Regions from separate parts of the Zea mays genome. Here regions 1, 2 and 3 are each linked to region 4. The links are chromatin contacts, called in public Hi-C maps. All regions are on one chromosome and are shown on one strand. Each heading gives the region's core, a stretch centred on a gene start, on an enhancer-like site or on the middle of the called end of the contact. The rest is flanking DNA. Distances are from core to core; before and after follow the strand shown.

Region 1 (2,700 bases), core at 52-2,551, 150 kb before region 4:
TCCTGTGAGGGAGACATGCAATAAACATCCTTTTCACTGACACTCTTTTGCCCCTTGTTAACATGAGTGCCATCAGGTGACTGCAACTCACCGTCATCAGCAAGAAAGCAAGGATCCATCCTCTTAGTCCCGGATGAACTCGCCACATTTGAAAGACGGGAATCCCTTCCATCAAAGCATGGCCTGTCGGCGTGGTTGGTACGCGAGACTGCATTGCTCGTACCATTTAACGCCATAATCTTGTTTGTGTGAAGGCTGCTCACCCTGTCAGGACGGACGAGTGTGCCACCGGGCGGTGGAGCATCAACGACACCGGACCGAACGAACCGGGTGAAAACGTTGCTCGAATCAAACCCCTCTCGCTTCTCTGGATCAGACAGCACCGCGTAAGCCTCGTCGACGAGCTTGAGGGCCAATTCGGCGCCGGGCAGAGCCCCCATGGCCGGCTCCACCTGGGCCACGATGCTCTTGTAGCGCGCCTCGATCCTGGCGGCGTCATCCACAGGCAGCACCTGGAGGACTCTGTACCAGTCCACGCCCCCACGGCCGGCGGCGGCGCAGCAGAGGACCTCGAGCACCGGGAGCATCTCCAGGGCACCCTCCAGCCTGGGGTTCGTCTGAAGCGTCCGCAGCAGCAGCGCCCTCGCGCCCGCGTAGTCCTGGGCCCGCATCCTCGCCGTGATCGCGTCCCGCTGCGCCTCCTCCGTCTCCCCATCCTCCATCCTGCGCCGGAAGAACCAAGGTCAGAGGCAAGCATTGCGCTTGCGCCGCTGATTCCAATTGGGATTTAAGCGAACTCAGCGCGGCAGAGCCTAGCCTAGGCGTTCCATCAGACGCGAATAAGGAATGGGAAAGAAACGAGGATCTGTGTCCTTACCGAACTGATCGATCCTGCTCCGCGAGCCCGCAGCGCCCAGGGGTGCGTGCGAATGGAGGAAGCCGTAAACCCTAGCACCCAGCCATGGATTATCTCGCGGGATGTGAACCGATCGGATCGATTTAATGACTGATTTTGTTGCTAGTAGTAGTCTGCTGTCTGCCAAGCCATGGTCTACCGAAAACCTTCGTGACCCCTGACCTCCAATTGTACAACAGCTGAAAACTCTCTTGGCATGAATCATACAATTCAGCCAAAGCCTTTTCTTTTCCTTTCCAGACTGTATCATAGCCAATTATGCACTCGTGCTCATCTTGCAACCCAAGCTGCAGCTCCTTAGTACCCATATGAGGATATTTTCTAACTTGTAAGTATAGAAACTGCCTTGGAGGCAACCCACTTGTATGAAAGTGTTTTTTTTTTTGAAAACTTAGTGCAGGAGCTCTGCTATTTCATTTAAGGAGAGAAGGGAAACAAGAGTCTTAAAAAGTTGCTATTACATATAACGAAAAACACTCAAACACAATCCAAAAAAGAGAAGACATTACACTACACATGGATGCCCAACTGCAGCTCGTCTCAACGCCATTTCTTGTTTGGCCAGATGAAAGACCACTTGTGTCGATGCTTGCTTGCCCTCAAAAATACGCCGATTCCGCTCCTTCCAAATATTCCAGGTGAAGTACATAAGCAAACCCGAAACAGTGAGTTGATCTTCTTTCGATTTGTTTTGGAGCACAGCAGCCCACCATGAATCAAAGCTCTGAATATCTGAGCTGGGCGACATGATCAGATTATTGGTCCACGACCTAACTAACTCCCACACTTCCAAAGCAAATGGGCACTTGAGGCAAAGGTGAATCGCAGTCTCCGGCTCTTGATCGCAAAGGACACACACAGGATTGCATGGCCAATTTCTTTGACTTAGTTTATCTGCTGTGAGGATCTTTGCTTGAATGAGCAGCCACACAAAGAACTTATGTTTCCCTTCGGCGTGCGCCTTCCAGATAGATTTTGCTTTGAAAGCACTGTAAGAGCCCTTGAATTGTGCAAGATAAGCTGATTTGGAAGAGTACACTCCATTCTCGGTCCATATCCACCGAATGCAATCTTCCTGGTCATTGAGCTGCACCCCCTCAATATGGTTCCACAATTGTATGAATTCAGCCATCTGTTGAACATTTTTCATTCTCCAGAGACCTCTCGTCCAATTGAGGTTAACCAATTGTTCAGCCACCGATCTATTTTTGCGCCATGCCAGGGGGTACAAGCTAGGTGCAATGTCAATCGGAGCTTTGCCTGAGAGCCAAGCGTCATGCCAAAAATTTGTCTTCAGTCCGTTGCCAACCGTTACAGATGTTGATGCCCGGAACAAAGCTGCATCTATTTTATCACAGGGTATCTGAGAACCAGCCCACAGCCTATTAGAATCAGTCCAGTTGAGCCAAAGCCACCTGAGGCGCAAAGCACGGCTGAAACGCTCTAGATCCAAGATGCCAAGGCCACCCAAGGATTTCGGTCTGGCAGACTTGGTCCAATTCACTAGACAGTGCCCACCATTAGCATTTTCAGCACCTCTCCAAAGGAAAGACCTCCTAATTTTATCGATCTTCTTAATGGCCCACTTCTTCAAAGGGAAAACTGTCAAAAAATGCACCGGGACAGCCGTGAGCACTGAATTTACCAGAGTCAGTCTTCCAGCTTTATCAAGCAGCTTCCCTTTCCATGCCGATAATTTACCAGCCAATTTGTCAAGCAGCGGCTGGAAATCCACTCGACGCAATGGTCGGCAAGTTAAAGGCAGCCCAAGGTACTTGCACGGA
Region 2 (2,700 bases), core at 51-2,550, 150 kb after region 4:
TCGACAAATATCCGTTATCTTTTTTAATAATATCCAATATCTATTTCTTACTCGCCCTAATTATTATTCGATTCCGTTTTGTATCCGTCCCGAATTTTAACTATCAGTATCTGATCATGTATCTGACATAATTATATCATGGTAGGATATGGGATAACCTAGTATCCGACCGTTCTCACCCCTGGTTATAGTGAAAGAAGATGAATACCACCAACGAGCAGTCATGACGACGCTCTCCAGAAACCTGATCGCCTGTGCACCGAACAAATGCCTCGACGGATGGTGGGTTCGAAACTTCGGATGCTAGCTCTCCCAACTCTCCGTGCGCAATAGATTTGGGAGGGGGAAAAACTTCAGTGGCAGCTCAACCGTGAAAATAGAATGAAAATAATAAGAGTGTATTTTCCACATACGCATTTGAAGGATTGTGTGCACTTATATAGATGCAAGAGAGTAGGGGAAGAGGTGCTGTCAAATAGCTTAATGACAACCATCATGGTCATAAGAATGACAGTTACAAGTAAGGAGGGTTTGTTTGGGATTATAACACTCCCTAACTCTCACCATCAAAATGGTTGTTACTAGTAACTTACCAAACCATAAGTAGCACCTATAATTCACCCAATTACTCATCATACATAACTCCTAGCTTAAACACGAGCCTTAAAATTTGTAGAATATTAAATAAATGATCCTTAAATATTCTAGAATGAGCAAGGTTTCCTCGTTGATTCCCCATCCACGTCAGCGTCATTCCGTGGACTGGAAATCTGAGGAAGAGCGAAGTGTCGGTCGGACCGCTCTAGCGGCGCGGTAATCCCCTCCGTCACCTCACGGAAACCTTGCCAAACAGGCCTACACAGGCGGAACAGAAGAGCACTGCTGCGGCGTGGGAGGCCATCGTCCGTCTGGTACTCTGGTGCGGTGCGCGGCAGCGCTCGCCAGTCGCCACTGCACTACTGCTGGCTGCTGCTGCACTGCACCGCACCACACCCCGTCTCGCTTTTGCTGCCGCTGCAGGCCGGTCAGACCAGACAGGCAGCAGGCAGCCAGCCAGCCGCACACACGCAAGCACCGGCCCGGGCCCACACGCCTTTCCCAGCCCGCGCATCGGACCGGACCGGACCGGACCATACTGGACCGGACCGCGCGAACCGGTGGTCCAAGCCAACGCGGCCGTGTCACCACCGGCTTTCTTTCTGTCCGGACGCCACCGCTGCGTCACGCTGTCTACTCCCTACAAAGAGACCACACCGAATCTCCCCTCTCGTCTACCCTCCTCTCCTTCCTCGCCGCACACACAGACACACGCAAAAACATTTCTCCCCCCTCCCGACTGCTACTGCCGCTGCCTCCTCCCCCTTTCCGCCCGCCTTCGCTCCCTCCCAACCCCCTTCCTCCTCCGTCTAGGGTTTCCCGCCGCCGCCTGATCCGAGTCAGATGCCGCCCGCAACAGCCATGGCGCCGCCGTCCCAGCCCCCGTCTAACTCAGGTACGCGCGCGCCAGATCCGGTCAGCTCCGGCGGCCTTATCTCTCTACCTCTTGGCGTCCGCCGTCTCCTCTCCGAGGCGGGGCCTCGTGCTGATGGTGCCTTGCTCTGTTCCTGGCAGGGGATCCGCTGTACCCGGAGCTCTGGCGCGCCTGCGCCGGCCCGCTCGTCACCGTCCCCCGCGTCGGCGACCTCGTCTTCTACTTCCCCCAGGGGCACATCGAGCAGGTACTCCTCCTCCCTTCTCCTCCGCTGGAGCTTAGCTTGTCCCTCGCCCCCCCTGCCCTGCTCCGGACGCTGATTTGGAGTGCTCGGGGGCTCGCAGGTGGAGGCGTCCATGAACCAGGTCGCCGGGAACCAGATGCGCCTCTACGATCTGCCCCCCAAGCTGCTCTGCCGCGTGCTCAACGTCGAGCTCAAGGTTCCTTCCACTTCCCGCCGTCTTTTTTTTGTTTTTACCTTCCCCCGGTTTTTTCGCCCCCAATTCCGCACCTAGCGCGCCCGTTTCCCCTCCTGAGCGATTCCAGGTCCTGTGCTTACGCGTTCTGCGGGTTTGGGCAGGCGGAGACGGACACCGACGAGGTCTACGCGCAGATCATGCTCATGCCGGAGCCCGAGGTAGCCTCCCTCCCAGCTCGGACTATCTATGCTCGGCACGTAATTCCGGAATTTTCCCTCGGAACTAGGAGGTTCTCACTTGCTCTCGCTCTGCTTGCTCGTTCGTGCAGCAAACCGATGTGCCGGCTGAGAAGCCGAGTTCTGCACCTGCTGCGTCGCCGAGGCCAGCAGTCAGGTCCTTCTGCAAGACGCTCACCGCCTCGGACACCAGCACACACGGTGGCTTCTCTGTGCTGCGCCGACACGCTGACGAGTGCCTCCCTCCCCTGGTGTGTGCGCTCAACACCCCCCTGTGGATTCTGTTCCTCTGCTATTAATAGAAGTATAGAACTAGAGATGCGCGTGGTACTGCTTAAGCTTTGTGTCGTCTGGTGAGCTGACCTTCTTGTTTTTCCGTCGGCAGGATATGACCCAGTCGCCTCCCACACAGGAGCTGGTGGCGAAGGATCTGCATGGCATGGAGTGGCGCTTCCGCCACATCTTTAGAGGTAATTTGGGCTCCTCATTTGCCATGGTTCGCGCCTGCCTTGTATGCTACAGGATTGATTGATTTGCTTCACCGCTACTTCCGATTGTCGATTTATTCACTATT
Region 3 (2,803 bases), core at 251-2,750, 200 kb after region 4:
AGATCCAGCAATCAAACTTCAAGAGGTTTGCGCTATGCCAAATTATGAGTTGTAGTAGAATGTTACAAAATAAATCCAAAAAAACAGATAAATCATTTTGGTTGCAGACTGTACAAACTACAAAGACTACTAGAAAGGTACCTTCGAGCAGAAGGGCGTCGCAAAAGAACTTTAGGCGCATATTTCTTTTGTTTCTTTAACTTGTACTTCTCCTGCAACCAAAATGATTTAATCAAATCAATCATCAACGAATTTGAAACTTAAGGAGACCAAAGAAAGTAAAGCTAATAAATTATTGTACTAACCTGTGAGAAGACAGTTTTATTTCCAAATGTTGAGCTGTTTGCTATTAAAGCTTCTACAATCTCGTCACCAGTTGCACCATCCCTGTTTTGGAAAATCAAATTGCATACATACTTGGAAGTAAATCAGAGTGAACAGAGAAGAAAACATAGTGTATATTCAATAGAAGTCAAATATGATCAGAATATCACCTCTTCATTGCCTCTATGTCATCGCTAGATAAATTTTGAGCTGTATTATTATCAACCAGAGACCTATTGTCTCTGGTTTCATCCTGCGTTTGTCCATTGGCATCATCTGGCGTGTTATGATCTAGATAAATGAGTCAGTGTTACAAAAATCAGATAGTGTGCATAATGATGAGTACACCATGAAAGAAAGAGGGGGCATTAGTTAACTGTTAACCTAGACAGTAAGAATCATTGCAGCATGACCCTTATCTTTGTTAAAAAGAAGAGAGAATGATTTGTTTGTAGGAAACTAGTTCAAAAAATTAGGCTTTCATTAATTAGGCACATTGTACATATGGCACAATGGAACAGCAACTTCACAGAACTTGGATATAGATGAGGCCTAATAGCTGACTAACTATGAACAATAATGTGCTTCTGTTATGTTTTCAGTTAACTGAAAATTGCACACTGAATGAAAACAGAAAAGGCTTGAGCTTTGCGAGTAAAAGGTTACAACTTGTTGAGCTTTAAAAAGGTTTAACCTCGAGCTGGCAATTCAGCTCGATAGAGGCTTCGAATCAGAATCTATCCTTACCACGAGATGTGGCGTCCGCGGCGGCGCAGGGAACGAGTCCGCCGGCGCCGAGGCGGAATAGGGAGCCAAAGGGGCGTCCCACGAGCGGCTTCAGTGAACAAGTCTTGTTCCCAATCTTCACCGTCCTGCGCACACACAAACGATTGGTTTGAGGGGTGGGGGCGGAGTTGCGATGTCAGGAAGCTGAGGGAAGGGAAGGAGGGTGGGACTGACGCGCCGGGGGTGAGGCGGAAGAAGGCTAGGCGGTCGCCGTCATTGATGTCGAGGAGGACGCTGCAGCCCTCCCACGCCTCCCGGCAAATCGGTGGCGGCTGCGGGTCCATTGGTGTGGGCGTGAAGCGGGAGTTGGAGTTGGGGAGAAAGCGAAGCGACGACAAGCGAGGGTTTAAGGAGCGAGCGGGTCGGGTTGGGTCGGATCCCACCCAACCAGACTCCACAACAGGGATGGAGAGACGGCCCGATAAGCATGCCACTAGGGATGAAAACCGTGGGAAATTGCCGTGAAAATCGTCTAACCATTTTTGATTTCATATTTACATATAAAAATGGTAATCTAAAATACTCCGTCCGAAAAACGAAGATATAAGAAATATCAGGAACGATACGGTCGTATGCATGTCGATAACGGTCGTAATTTAGGGGGCATTTCTTTGGGATTATTATCTGTACAGATTATATAATCCAACAACTTTTGAACTAAGTTCTTGTTTGTTTTCTTCTAGGATTATATAATCCAGCTTATGAATTACATAATCACCTATTGATTTGACTATGGATTATCATAATCTAGTTATCTAGATTATATAATTCATCTAACAATATGTGTTGTTCGTCGTGATTTATTTAAGTTGATTATATAATCTAGAGGGTAAATAAATGAGGTGTAAGTGTTAGTTCAAAATTTGTTGAATTATATAATCTAGGCAGATTATAATCCAAGACAAACACCCCCTTAAACCGAGAACACCGACTAATTACCACTTCAAATGTGTAGCTCGACACAAGAGATGCAATAATCATATCATAACATCAATATAATACAAATAAGAATCCCTTAAAATATACATAATAGTAGCGTACTAATCATTGCAAATATTTGATAACATTGAATATTTGAAGTATGGGGATAGCAGCTGAGTATTGAATTATGGGAATGTTCATAAACCAACAACATAAGTACCATGTTGAGTACACAATGGTTAAGGTTCAAAGTCATACCCCTTAAGTTCCAATTTTAATGCAATAGCCTTTTAGATCACCAATAGTGGAAATGTGGAACCAACTTTCTCATCTGATAAAATCTCTACTATTCTATATGGCTATAGTGTAGGCGTCCACCACTTGCTTCACCACGCCTCCGCCCTAGCCCTCCACCCCTCCCCCCCCCCCCCCCCCCCGTGCGGCATCCATGGCGCCGCTAATCTCGTCGCGGTATCCATGGCATCGTCCTCGCCCTCGCCCTCCCCCCATGTCGGCATGCCCCCGCCTATCCACACCCGCTACCTCCGCCCCCGACTCCATCATCCCGCCATGCCCCAGCTATCGGCCCCTTCTCCCGCATGCCCCAATCGTCGCCCCCTTCCATGTCTGCCACGCCCCCACGCCCCCTCCTCCCTCACTGCAACAGCCTCCACCTGCGGCTAGCATGACGAGATCGAAACCCGCACCCGCCGCCTCACAGAACCCTAGCTCATGACTTCACTCAAAATCCATCGAGGCCACCACTCGGGGC
Region 4 (2,700 bases), core at 1-2,500:
ACATGTTATTTGCTTTGCACAACTATGTACAAATTGTGGTGTAAGATAGAAAATGATAGCACCCCAACCTCATCCATTCTCGTTATTCCAGATGAACAATGAGACATATATCTTGAAGAATATGCTTAAGTTACGAGGGATAACGACTTTGACAGATGTCATCGTCAGGGGGAGCGAATGCTTATATTGATCACAATCATGAGACAATAAATGTCATATTCTATGCCCTGAAGGCGTGAGTTTGATGATCAATATGTGAACCTTTATGGAACTTTCTATCAAATATATAGATCCAGTCGATCGAACACCATCGGTCAAAGTGGTTTATTTATATTGATACGTGCACTTACCTCGTACATCCTAGAAGTGAGTTGAGGTAAAGTTCCTGAAATAGTCCTTGCAAGGATATGCAATCCGTTTGCTAAATCTTTATGTGCATATATTTCCAGAAGAAGATGTTTTGCCTTAGTGATACGATTTTGCAAGGATCAGGGGGAGCACATTTCTAAAGTTAGCCCTTGTAGATGATTCGATAGAATCTAGATCCCAGAGGATCGAAATTTGTCCCGATGACAGCTGTTGTACTCTTTTTCCCTTGGTGAGTTTTCTTGAAGTTTCTCACACGAGGTTTTTAACGAGGCAACAAAGTGCAAATGCAATTTGTATCACCATGCACTCTTTCTCCATATTTTTCCCACTGGGTTTTTCGGAGTTTTAACGAGGCATGTGTTGGTCGCGGTATTCGCCCAAGGGGGAGTGTTAAGTAACCCTAGTTAGGGTTATGTGGGCAAATACCGGCTTTGCCCCTGAGGGGTCTCACATCTCTATATAAGGAACCTGTACACCCCATCATATGAGTAGATCAGAAAGAGGCCAGAGGCCCAACCCTATATCCAGTGTCTCGTGTGTTTTCTCTGTGATGTTTATGTGAAGGGAGACAGGTTCTCTACATCTTCTTACGCCTCTACTGCTAACGGGAGGGAAGGGAGCGGATCTAGTGATCCGTGATAACGTAGTTCTCAACAACTACAACTTTTTTCCGCGCAAAGCCACAGCCAAATGCCGTCCATAAAAGTTGTTTTTGCTCGTCCCTCGTCCGGTTCCGTAGCAGTAATCCATTGAATGCAAGATTACCAGGTGAAAGGAGAATTTACTCCTCCCACCAGAGGCGGCAGTACTGCGGGGGAGAAGCGACAGTTCTCACTTTGAGGGGGGGAAGATGGACAAGGACAGATAAAAGAAAGAGATTCGAAACAGTGTGGGCAATTGCTGTGCACGGGCATCAAGGCATCTCTGCTCCGTCTTGGGCTCCTCCTCTCTCGCCCATCGGCCATCGCCCTCCGCTACGGCCACGCGCCGCGCTGCACCCCTGGGCCCCGCGGGTGAGGGGTAGAAACGAGAGAGAGAGAGAGTCCAATCCAGTCGCGCGCGCGCGCCGGGGAGCGGGGACGGGGCGGAGGAGAATGTTTGGCTGGTCCGGGTCCGGTCGCACGGCATGGTGGTGGACGCGAGCCGCCTGCGAGGGCCGAGGGGAGAGGGATGCGTCAAGAAAGCTCTCGGCTTTTAGCTTGCTTTGGGCGCCCACACCAATGCCACACTGCTCTGCTCTCCGAGTAACTTATTGCGAGCAGCGCCCCAGGTGACCGAGCGAGCGGGCCGGCGAGGGCTCAGCTTTGGATAATTCTTGCTCCCTCTTGTCCTTTCGGTTTGAAGCTTTCTGGAGGGAGAAGGGAGCACGCAGCTCGGCGCCAGTGAGAGAGAGGATTAGAGGAGCGAGAGGAAAGGGGGGAGATCATGCTTGCAGAGCGTGCTCCGTGATGCGGTGAGCGCCGCTAACCTCGGTTGATTTCTTGGTGGGAGGCGACAAACGCGTGCGTGAGCCGCCGCTTGCTTGGGAGGTGGTGGTGAGACCAGGCGTGCTCCTTCGCACTTGTCTCTGTTTGAGTTCGTTGTCGTCAGGTACTCCTCACGAGCTCCACGCCGCGCGCGCCTTGGGCGACTGCCTTTTCGATTCGTCTTCTTTGATGCATATTTTCTCTTTCTGTAGGTAAATATCACGAGCACCATGCTCGAGTTCTTGTAGCTCCGCAGCTTCCTCGCTTCTTGCATCCTTTGCAACTTGTCTCCTGTTGTTTTCCTCTGATTTCCATGGAGGAAAGATGCTGGGTGTGCCAGTGATGTGGGCGTGGAGCAGGCAACAATTGGCTCGTCCTGGACATTGATCGATTCTCCCCTATTCTCGTCCAAGGAATTTTATTCGTTTCTCCTAGCAAGTCGTGTATGCTTGTTTCGTGGAGGTAGGAGCTAGGATGACGAGCAGGAACCCTACCAAAACCCTGTCGGTCCTGACCACTCTCCTGCTGCTGCTTGAGTTCCTCGCGCTGTGCGCGCCCGCCTCCGCCCAGCCGCTCCACTCGGAGCCCATGGCTACGCAGTCCCCGCCGCCGCCGCTGCCGCCGGGGTCCACGATTCCCCGGGCGCAGGCCGGCGGCGCCGCACGCCTCCGCCGCATTGCGCTCGGGGTCCTCTTCGGCTCCCTCTCCGGTTTCCTCCTCGCGCTCGCCTTCCTCTACGCCATCCGCCTCGCCATCCTCCACGCCAAGAGCACGCCCGCGATCGCCAAGGGCCCCGTCTCCTTCGCCCCGCAAATCTCCGCCAAGAACCTCCTGGCCGCGCTCCCCGCCGCGCAGCCGCTCGCCC

Evidence for each region. Hi-C and Micro-C count contacts between places; a contact is called where the count stands out from the background.
Region 1: a contact with region 4 is called in a Hi-C map of ear, with 1.6 times the contacts expected there. The contact joins the promoter of LOC103650816 here to the promoter of LOC100285492 in region 4. A contact is called at or near these places in 2 of 25 Hi-C or Micro-C datasets (ear and tassel).
Region 2: a Hi-C map of ear shows a contact between it and region 4, with 5 times the contacts expected there. The contact joins the promoter of LOC100274571 here to the promoter of LOC100285492 in region 4. A contact is called at or near these places in 2 of 25 Hi-C or Micro-C datasets (ear and endosperm).
Region 3: a contact with region 4 is called in a Hi-C map of ear, with 1.7 times the contacts expected there. The contact joins the promoter of LOC103650815 here to the promoter of LOC100285492 in region 4. A contact is called at or near these places in 2 of 25 Hi-C or Micro-C datasets (ear and tassel).

The regions. Positions count from the first base shown.
Region 1 is chr3:159,088,717-159,091,416 of Zm-B73-REFERENCE-NAM-5.0, reverse strand. It overlaps LOC103650816 (DNAJ heat shock N-terminal domain-containing protein), which reads right to left and starts at 1,301. Exons shown (of 2, transcript XM_008676399.3): 1 at 878-1,301; 2 at 1-723. The coding sequence starts at 722.
Region 2 is chr3:158,787,175-158,789,874 of Zm-B73-REFERENCE-NAM-5.0, reverse strand. LOC100274571 (Auxin response factor 10) reads left to right here and starts at 1,300. Exons shown (of 14, transcript NM_001320127.1): 1 at 1,300-1,492; 2 at 1,612-1,718; 3 at 1,816-1,911; 4 at 2,052-2,108; 5 at 2,219-2,377; 6 at 2,512-2,596. The coding sequence starts at 1,441.
Region 3 is chr3:158,735,736-158,738,538 of Zm-B73-REFERENCE-NAM-5.0, reverse strand. It overlaps LOC103650815 (tRNA (adenine(58)-N(1))-methyltransferase non-catalytic subunit trm6), which reads right to left and starts at 1,500. Exons shown (of 13, transcript XM_008676397.3): 1 at 1,285-1,500; 2 at 1,072-1,196; 3 at 495-615; 4 at 306-387; 5 at 142-212. The coding sequence starts at 1,394.
Region 4 is chr3:158,940,482-158,943,181 of Zm-B73-REFERENCE-NAM-5.0, reverse strand. LOC100285492 (receptor-like protein kinase 5) reads left to right here and starts at 1,250. Exons shown (of 3, transcript NM_001318097.1): 1 at 1,250-1,959; 2 at 2,048-2,700. The coding sequence starts at 2,310.